Regions from separate parts of the Hordeum vulgare genome. Here region 1 is linked to region 2. The links are chromatin contacts, called in public Hi-C maps. All regions are on one chromosome and are shown on one strand. The core of a region is the stretch at or near the end of the contact, and the rest is flanking DNA. Distances in the headings are between cores, read along the strand shown. Region 1 holds the start of LOC123409736 (deSI-like protein At4g17486). Region 2 holds the start of LOC123409928 (probable E3 ubiquitin-protein ligase XBOS35).

Region 1 (5,024 bases), core at 1,555-4,054, 170 kb before region 2:
AGACCGGTAACTAACTACAGCTTTCAGCTTGTCCCTGCCCGATGTCTAATGATCGTCCAAGCACACAGTGCCAATTAAGTACACACGAGGTGACTGAAATCTCACAACTATTGTCATGATACCACAGGCAGACATTTAAAAAAAATAGCCCTTCTTGTTTCCCAGCTATTGCTGCATTTTAGTTTGAGTCGTCATTTCTACGTTCGGGTTACTTTTGTAGGGCGGGTGGTCTTGTAACGTGCGGCATCCTATTGTGCTAGGGCAATGATAGACGCTGGCGCGACGGTTCAGATTTAGGCCGGTCGTACGACAGTCACACGATTCGCCCATTCCAGGCCGCACCATTCAAAGCCCCTCTCCTGCCCGCGTCGTCCTCTCCTTCTTCCTCCTCTATTCTTTATTTTCCGGCATCGAGAGCAGCCACAACACACCGGGGAGGAAGGGCGGGAGGCTGAGGCGAGCGTCGATGATCCTCGTCGGATATCGAATGATGTAACAAAAATCCTTGATGGATGTAGCAAAAACTATAACGGTTATAACTATTTTGATTTTGCACGGTGGCCTTCTTCCAGCTTCACCCTTGCCTTTTGAAACTTTTGAAGAGGCCGATGGTAGCTTCTATATATAGACACCGGTTGTAGCATTTTTAGGTGTTGTTTGCAGCTCCTCCGCATCATTTGCAGCCTTCACTCTCTTTTTGGTTCCGGTAAATAGAAGGCCGGTAGAAGCTTTCTGCAAAATGGTTTGAAGCTTTTCAATTCAACGGTTGAAACTTCTCAAAAATGATGGTTGTAGCCTTTTCTTATTTCATAGTGATCCCATGAAATTTCTTTGTTTTGCCGGTTGAAGCCTTTTCAAACTACGGTTGAAGCTTTTTTTCAAGAAAACGCAAAGGACCTTTGTGTTTCACTGCATTGAAAAGGTAGAGTCTAGATAAAATCCTCGTAGGAGGTCAAGTACAAACAAAGAACACTAAAACTAATGCACATCCCAGGTGGAAGGCAAGATGACCCGAAGGCCACGGGCACCAGCTAGAGCCCACTGCTCGGCTTCGTCCTTGATCTTGGAGACCAGGGTCTGAACCAGGGGCTAGGTGCCATCGAAGATGCATTCGTTGCGCTGAATGGATGTAGCTTTTTTCAGTATATGGTGTTCGGTTGAAACTTTATATGCCGGAGGTTGAAGCTTTCCAATCAAAGGTTGTAGCTTTTTGGTTCGTCGCTTGCAACATCAATGGAGGAGCGGTAAAAAAATGCCTCCATGTTCGTTTTGGGAGGACATGGTTGCAGCGACAGGGGAGGGAGGTCACACCGTCGTGCTTTGTAACATCTCTGGTGGGTGGTTCCAGCATGTGTGTAGCTGCTCGCAGATGGTTGGAAAAAGCTTCAACCGATTGCATCTTCGTCGCGGTCCGACGAGGCAGGCAGAGCTTCGGTGCACGGGGATTCAAATAGATCTGGCCGAGGGCGGTTGGATCGGTTGATTCCCGTGACGGTGATGCCCTGGGAGGCCTGCAAACGGCGATGGTTGACCGTGACGTTTGAAGCAGAGAAGAAGCAGCGTAGAGAGAGCAAGCAATAGAAAGGACTTGGCACATGTATGGACGCGTGACTCGTAGAGCGTTTCGCCGGCGTGCCGTTTCCAAACGTTTAGGCCAACACCAGCGCGCGACCCTATCATGTTCGCCCGCGTTCGTTTGGGGTAAAACGAACACACCATGCGACTCAGCGCGCGGGCACAAACAAACGTTTGTCCGTTTTCTGTCCGCTTTCGACCCATTCCCGGTCCAAACTTGGTTCGTTTTTTAGGTGAAACGGATAGCGCACGGACGCCTGTCCCGCCTGTCGGTGGCACAAAGCATAGAGGATGCAGACAGGATGCTCCCGAGGATGCTTCCGCGCGTTGGACGCGGCCACCACATCCCAAAAATGATCTGGATACGACCCCATCACCCGCACCAAGGGGATAGAATCCGGGAAAAACGGACTTTCGGATGGGGTGGCGCGGTGGAGTTGACCTTACCATTGTACTAACATGACACCTAGACCTAGTCAGCGTATAATGAGAGATAAATTCTCATTGAGCCTACTCCCTCCGTCCGGTGAAGAGTGTGCGTTTGGTTTTAAAATTTGTTCATAAAAGAGTGTACTTTTATCTTTTCAATGTACTTTAAAGTATAAAAAATCATCGCACGGTAATCAAGACCAATAACATTCTACACATAGTCTTTCTAATTTTTACACGCACTTACCTCATTGGGGGTTAGGTAATTAAAAAGGAGAAAGATGGTGTTTTGCATCTTTCTAATGCATTTTTTACTCTATTTTATAATTTATCCTAAAATGTCTATATGTACGCTCTTTCATCGGGCGAAGGGAGTACACAGCAAGAACACTCGATAGCGTGAACAGGTTTTGACGTGCAGAGAGGACACGACGTCTCCGCATCATCAGGCCAACAGTCCAGGAGGACCGCACATCTGACAGTACTAGGCCCTAACGCATGGAAACCAAATGAGCGGGCAAGAAGAGAATGGAGGTGATTGCCGGTGTCCAGAATCTTTGGTGGAAATAGACGACGTGGCTGTCATCGTACTCATGCTGATTACAGAATGGGAATTGCAAAGTCTGGTCGAAACCATCATTTGGTCGGGCCAGACCGGCGTTGAGAGTGTTCCTTCTTTTTGAATGGGCAGGAAATGAGAGTTGATGGTGCATGGTGGCGACCGATGTTCAAACACTCATGCATTCGAAAATTAAACCAATGGCAGTGACCAGCACAAGACTTCACCTATAAGAAAAATTCGCTGACGGGTAAGTAAAACCCAGCACGAATCTTGGCGGCTCGCATCCTCTATTGCGGCGCTGAATCATGGACACGCCAGCCTGCCAAAGCCAAAGCCAGAGCCCCCCAATGCGATGCCACGAAAAAGCGATCATGCTCAGACACAGCCGCGCGACAAGCTGCTAAAGAAACCCACATAAAAACCTACTCGCAGCGCCCGCAACGCCGCGCGGCGACCACGGTGCCGTCTGCCGTGCGGGGGTGTCTGCGTCTCCCTCTCTCCCTCTCCCTCTCCCTCTCTCTCTCTCTCTCGGCCGAAGCGACGCGACGCGAGGGAGAAACGCACGCGGGCCGGGGGAATGGCGGCCGCCGCCTCCTCGTCCTCGTCCTCCACCTCCTCCTCGGCCGGCTCCTCCGCGTCCACCTCGACGCCCCGGCCCGCTGCGAGGCAGGCCGCGCCGTCGTCGTCCCCGGTGTTCCTCAACGTGTACGACGTGACCCCCGCCAACGGGTACGCGCGGTGGCTGGGGCTCGGCGTGTACCACTCGGGCGTGCAGGTCCACGGGGTGGAGTACGCGTACGGCGCGCACGAGGGCGCCGGGAGCGGCATCTTCGAGGTGTCCCCGCGGCGGTGCCCCGGCTACGCGTTCCGGGAGGCGGTGCTGGTGGGCACCACGGAGCTGACCCGCGCCGACGTGCGCGCCCTCATGGCCGACCTCGCCGCCGACTTCCCCGGCGACGCATACAACCTCGTCTCCCGCAACTGCAACCACTTCTGCGACGCCGCCTGCCGCCGCCTCGTCGCCCGCGCCCGCATCCCGCGCTGGGTCAACCGCCTCGCCAAGATCGGGGTCGTCTTCACCTGCGTCATCCCCAGCACCAACCAGGTGCGCCGCAAGGGGGACCAGCTGCCCCCCGTCAAGAGCCGCTCCGCCCGCCAGCCCGCCGCGCCGCCGCGGCCCAGGACCTTCTTCCGCTCCCTCTCCGTCGGCGGCGGCGGCAAGAACGTGACGCCCCGCCCGCTGCAGACCCCGCCCCCGACGCCGCCGACGCCGCAGACGTTGACGACGCCGACACCGACGCCGTTGGCCTCCATGTAACGGCGCCATTACTCCTTTTCGTTTACAGCTCACACCTTCCTTTTTTTTCCTCCTTCGACAGTTACCTGAATTCTGTGCATAGTAGTACCCGAGATTAAGATTTGTGCTCTGCGAGTGCTGCACTGTCACCATGATAGTACCAGTAGTAACTGCAGTTCATTAGGCTATTAATTTCCGAATTCTCCGGCTTTATTACTACTCGTATCTATAGATACACCTGGCTGGCCGTGTCACCGTCTGCTGCCAAATCGCCATTAATTAATGATTAATTCCGATCACATTTACGTTGTGGTTAACGACGTCTATCATGCAATTCTTTGGTGTGTGGCATGGATCCAATTCTATCCGGCGAACCGTCCAGTAGGAATATATTCGTCCCTCCTTTCGCCCGTTCTTTTAGAGTAAACAACCATTGTACTTACTCTACTAGCTGGAGTCTTTCTTGGATTCAATCAACTAGATAAAAGCTCCAAAGCCAAGCACTGATCGACCGATACGCTTTTGCTGATGCAGTGCAGAGAATTCCCGGTGCCTGCCTGTGCACTGCACCTGTCATGGGGCACGATTAGATTAGTCCTCGTGCTGTTGTTTCTTGCATGATTGCGTCCGGCCTATCTGGAAATGCGGGGGGACGATAATTTTAACGTGACTTGTCGCATGAAAGGCGAGCTCGCTTCGACACAACTCTTGGGGACCTCGCCGGTTGCGTGTCCTGCTCGCCTCGCCCTTGACCGGCGACCGGCGGCGGCGGCGTGGGGTCAAAACTGGGCGCCGACGGGAGGAGGAGGGCTCTCATTTTCATTTGTGGAGGACGCCGGTGTGCGCCACATCGACCTTGACCCGTCCGATGAGGATGCGCGGGCCATTGTGGATCGGTCCTTGGCTGGGTTGGGTGCACGGAATGTGACGCGCCTTTCGATGGATCGGCTACAGCCTACTACAGGAGAGAAGTACGTACGCTCGCTGTGCTGTGCCCCTCTAGTAGGTCGTCGTCGGGTCGAGGGCTGCGATGGGCGAGATAGGGGTATGGGCGTGGTACTCCACTAGTACGCGGTGCCTTTTCCACGGCTTGTCCCCTTGCCGGCCGCGGGAATCGCATCAATGAATGAATTCATTGGGGCTGGGTGCGGCGGAAATCAT
Region 2 (5,135 bases), core at 2,084-4,583:
CTTGGTCATTGCATTGGCAATGAAAGCATGCCACCCAAAATTATTATCTCTGTTTTCAAAGCTTGAGCTCTGGCACCTCTGCAAATCAATGCTTCCCTTTGTGAAGGCCTGTCTATTTATTTTCCTGTTGAGTCATCCTCTTCTTATATAAGCACCAATTAGAGAGCACCTCTGTCATTTTTATGCTTTGCTTTTGATTGATATTGAGTATGACTATGACTGGATCTTCGTTGCTATGAATTACAATGTTTAGTCAGCCCTTGATCTTTGAAAGTGCTCTGCATTTATGTTTTGCGGTCTCAGAAAGAGCCAGCGAGATACCACCTATTCATATTGCTTCATGCTTGTTTTGATTGAATCGTTGGTACCTGAAACTCATTATTATTTGTTCGCTAGCTGATTATGCCATTGATATTAGTTTACCGTGAGACCTTTGTGTCACTTGCTTATGTGGTTAACTTGTGATCTTGCTGAAATTCTGGTTATGAGTTAGACATAGTTGCAACAACAAGATCAAACAGAGTTTGTCAAAGTTTTTCTTTCTCTTTTAGTAATTCAACTGAGTTGCTTGAGGACAAGCAAGGTTTTAAGCTTGGGGGAGTTGATACGTCTCCATCGTATCTACTTTTCCAAACTCTTTTGCCCTTGTTTTGGACTCTAATTCGCATGATTTGAATGGAACTAACCCAGACTGACGCTGTTTTCAGCAGAATTGCCATGGTGTTGTTTTTGTGCAGAAAGGAAAGTTCTCGGAACGTCCTAAAAATTTACGGAGAATATTTTTGGAAAATATGAAAAATACCTGCGCAAAGATCCACCGGAGGGACGGGCCAGTGGGCCACAAGCCCTGACGCCGCGGCCTCCCCCTGGCTGCGGCGACCAGGCTTGTGGGGCCCACGTGGCTCTGCCGGCCCCAAACTCAGCTCTATTTATTCCCTTTCATCCCAAAAAAAATCAAGAGAGAAGATTTCATCGCGTTTGCGATACGGAGGCGCCGCCACATCCTATTCTTCATCTGGAGGGCAGATCTGGAGTCCGTTTTGGGCTCCGGATCAAGGATATCGTCGCCATTGTCATTATAAACCTTCTTCCCTCTCCAATTCCATGAAGCTCTTCATCGTTCGTGAGTAATCTATTCGTAGGCTCGCTGGGCGGTGATGAGTAGGATGAGATCTATCATGTAATCGAGTTAGTTTTGACGGGGATTGATCCCTAGTATCCACTATGTTCTAAGATTGATGTTGCTACTACTTTTGCCATGCTTAATGCTTGTCACTAGGGCCCGAGTCCCATGATTTCAGATCTGAAATTATTATGTTGTCACCAATATATGTGTGTTTTAGATCCGATCTTGCAAGTTGTAGTTACCTACTATGTGTTATGATCCGGCAACCCCGGAGTGACAATAACCGGAACCACTCCCGGTGATGACCATAGTTTAAGGAGTTCATGTGTTCACCAAGTGCTAATGCGTTGGTCCGGTTATTTATTAAAAGGAGAACCTTAATATCCCGTAGTATCCATTTGGACCCCGCTGTCACGGGAGGGATGGACAATAGATGTCATGCAAGTTCTTTTCCCTAAGCACGTATGACTACACACGGAATGCATGCCTACATCACATTGACGAACGGGAGCTAGCCACATATCTCTTCGTGTTATAACTGTTGCATGATGAATGTCATCCAACGAATCACCGATCCATTGCCTACGAGTTTGTCCCACTACTGCTGTTACTTACTTTGCTCTGCTGCTGTTACTTGCTTTGTCGTGCTGCTGCTGCCACTACTGTTGCTACTGTTGTTCCTTGCCACTGCTGTTACTCGTTACTCTGCTACTACCAGCTACAATACTTTTCTGGCGCCATTGATACAACCGTTAGGAATAGTCTGCCTTGTCACTAGATCGTTTCTAGCACCGTTGCTATCATATTACTTTGCTACTGATACTTTGCTTGCAGACACTAATCTTTCAGGTGTGGTTGAACCTGACACATTCAGCTGCTAATACTTGAGAATATTCTTTCACTTCCCGTCGTGCGAACCAACAAATTTGGGTTGAATACTCTACCCTTGAAAACTGTCGTGATCCCACGCGCTAGTGGGCCATTGCAAGACAATTGCTAATTGTTGAGCAACTGGGACAAGCTCTTTTCTGGCTCCGTTGCCGTGGAGGCATCAAGTTAGGAATAGTTGCACGTCAACAATCTCGCTCTACTTGTAATGAACGTAAGGCCTATATATTGATAATCTCATGAAGAATTATCATAAGTATGCGTTATTCTATCAATTACCCAACAATAATTTGTTTACCTACCATTGTTATGCTTATGAGAGAGATGCCTCTAGTGAACCTATGACCCTGGGTCCACTCCCTTTATATTTACTAAAACCCTAAAATACTTGTTGTAATTTATTTACTTTTATTTATCTATATACCATTATCAGATTTAATCTTTGCAATTAACGAGTACAAGGGAATCGACAACCCTCTTAATTTTGTTGGGTGCAAGCATTTTCTTTGTGTGTGTGCAGGTACCGTTTACCTTTGTTTGTGGGGTGTCTCCTGCTGGACCACTAAAACTAGTTCTTAACTGATGGAAATACTATTTGCTGCTATACTACATCACCCTTCCTTTTTGGAGAAATCCTAATACCTATCACAAATAGCAGTCATCAAGGCCCGCATCCTTCAAAAGCGTTAGAGGAGGAACACAGGCTCCCTCGCATGAGAGCAAGCCCGGGCGTTCCCTGTTGTAGTCGGACTGTCCCCCAAAGAGAGGAGGATAGTAACATGCAGATACCTCCGACAAGGTGGGGATCCGACTTGATCCATATTGCGTCTTCGACCACTACTTCCACGACAAAGACGTCAAAGGCGCTGACAAGAGCAAGTATGGATGATCTTTGTCCATTTTCTTTGAAACAAGGCAAAGGATTTGCCATTTCATTAAATAAGAGAGAATATGTATGTACAACATATCAAATTTAGGTAGCCATCAAAAGTTCACGATACATGTAACATGCATTTAGGGTTTGCTGACCGAGGCGCGAGGAACGAAAATTCGAGGTTTCACCATCGCGTCTATGGCCATAGGAGGGGCCGATTTAGCTGAACGTGACGGTAGATGCTGAGGCTGATTGGTTTTGCTACCAACATTTGGCAAAATCAGAATTTACCAACATTTGACAACCTTTTATGAGATTGGCAATGGAAATTTGCATGTAACCAATCTCTAGCCAATATGTGGCGGTTGCCGAAATTTGGCATCCCAACTTTTGGCATCAAAGCAATTAGGCTAGCTCTCACCCTAGCTCCATGTCACTGTCCTGCAAATAGCAGAAAACAAAAGGAAGAAACAGTCAGTGCAGGTTTCCGACATCACCAAGGAACATCTGTCACAGGAGCAGTTCCACGCCTCCGCGCCGGCAGCCAGCCGGAAAAATCATCACAATAATAATTCGCGAGAGGCAATTCAATCCCGTTCCATGTGGCGCACGCCCCAGCTCCTCGTGCTCTCCACTGCAGCCCCCCCCCCCCCCCCCCCCCCCATCCTTGTCTCTCTCTCCCACCTCCCTCGTTCTTCCTCCCAGCCCCAGGCCATTTGCAGTTCGTAGTTTCTGATCCCGCGTCGGCGGCGGTGGCGGCCTCCATCTGCCGTCTTCCGCGTTGTCCCTGAGCTGCGTCTCTGGATGAGTTGGTGGTGACGGGCAAGGCGGAGGAGGAGCTTCTTCTTCCCGGCCGGGCGCCCGCCGCCTGAAGATCCCCTTCCGAGGGGCGGTAGGTGAGGGGAGATGCGCTGGGCTGATCCCCATTACTCGCGCATCCGTTTCTTGTAGCCGAAAGATCTGGTCTTTCAGAGGTACGTGCGCAATGTTTCCGTATGTTTTGTGATGTGAATCCCTGATCCGGGTTCGTGGCCGCTGAACTGCTCCGGGCCTGTTGTCATTTCCTTTTTCCTTGTAGAAATGGCAAAACGATGCAATGCGCTCCAGCTCTTAGCCCCCCTCCCCGTTCTTTCTCTGGTTCTTCGCACACAAAAGTCAATCCATGAGCTCAATGCCGACGCTGGTGGTTGTGCCGTTCCTGCTTGCAGCAATGGAGCCGCTGTCCCTGAGAAGGACAGGGGACAGCGACCCGTTTCTCCTAGTACTGTTTCCGCCATTGTCACCGCCTCTGCCAACAACTCGAATATTAATTATGAGGAAACTAACAATAATTGTAGTAGTAAAATAAAACTAGTGGGCGTGACCCACCGTTTCTTGGTTCGATTGTGGATGTTCTCTTGCGTAAAGATGGCGCCCTTGGTTTTATTCCAGTTCTTTCGAGTCAATTTGTGGTAGTTTCCTAAAGCAGGATGCTGTATGTACTCTTTAATCCATGTGGAGTGCCCAGTTGGTGTCAGAGTAGCATTACCGTGTTGGATCAACTGAGCTACGTTCTTGCAGAGGGACGCCACCTCGGTTTAGGTTTCCTGCTTATTGTGTCAGTCTGAGGTATTTCTTTTAGAATGTGAGCCAACATTCCTGCCATTTATGCCCATTGCCTTCTTGTAGGGGTGACCTAGTGATCCAGTTACTAACTTATTGAGCCGTTAATGTGGATCTTTCACTAGATTAACGATCAAATGCCTCAGGTCATGCTATGCCATTTGGGTGCTTCTCGAAGTGGACAGGTGGCTTAGTTTCCCCTTTTCCCGAATCAGTTTCCTGTAGAGTGTCCATGTGGTTGATTTCCCCTACCATATCAATTTGAGGGCAATTTACTTCTACATATGGGCCAGCTCTCCATTCTTGCTACACTCGTACCCTTGGCTTCATAATTATGTGGCCCCACAGCATGCTCAAATGATTAAACTCAATATATGCCGAGTCCTTAGTAAGTGATACTGAGAATTTGTGCATTGATAGGTAGAAGCATCATGGGACTCTTAGGTATGATGGGCGACTCATTCGGCTGCTCAGCTACCGGTGAACGGCTCGTCTCTGCCGCGAGGGATGGAGACATCCAGGAGGCTAGGGCCCTATTGGAGCTTAACCCCCGGCTTGCACGATACTCAACATTCGGTATCCGAAACACACCCCTCCATTACTCGGCGGCAAAGGGCCACCATGAGGTGATTCACTCCACACCTC

What was found. A called contact is a pair of places that touch in the nucleus more often than the background predicts.
Region 1: a contact with region 2 is called in a Hi-C map of leaf, with 3 times the contacts expected there. The contact joins the promoter of LOC123409736 here to the promoter of LOC123409928 in region 2. A contact is called at or near these places in 4 of 6 Hi-C or Micro-C datasets (leaf and seedling) and 1 of 1 datasets of contacts at active chromatin or transcription factors (embryo).

What each region holds. Positions count from the first base shown.
Region 1 is chr7H:57,354,378-57,359,401 of MorexV3_pseudomolecules_assembly, reverse strand. It overlaps LOC123409736 (deSI-like protein At4g17486), which reads left to right and starts at 2,804. Exons shown (of 1, transcript XM_045102597.1): 1 at 2,804-4,063. The coding sequence starts at 3,144. The coding sequence ends at 3,884.
Region 2 is chr7H:57,186,385-57,191,519 of MorexV3_pseudomolecules_assembly, reverse strand. It overlaps LOC123409928 (probable E3 ubiquitin-protein ligase XBOS35), which reads left to right and starts at 3,333. Exons shown (of 11, transcript XM_045102798.1): 1 at 3,333-3,862; 2 at 4,911-5,116. The coding sequence starts at 4,922.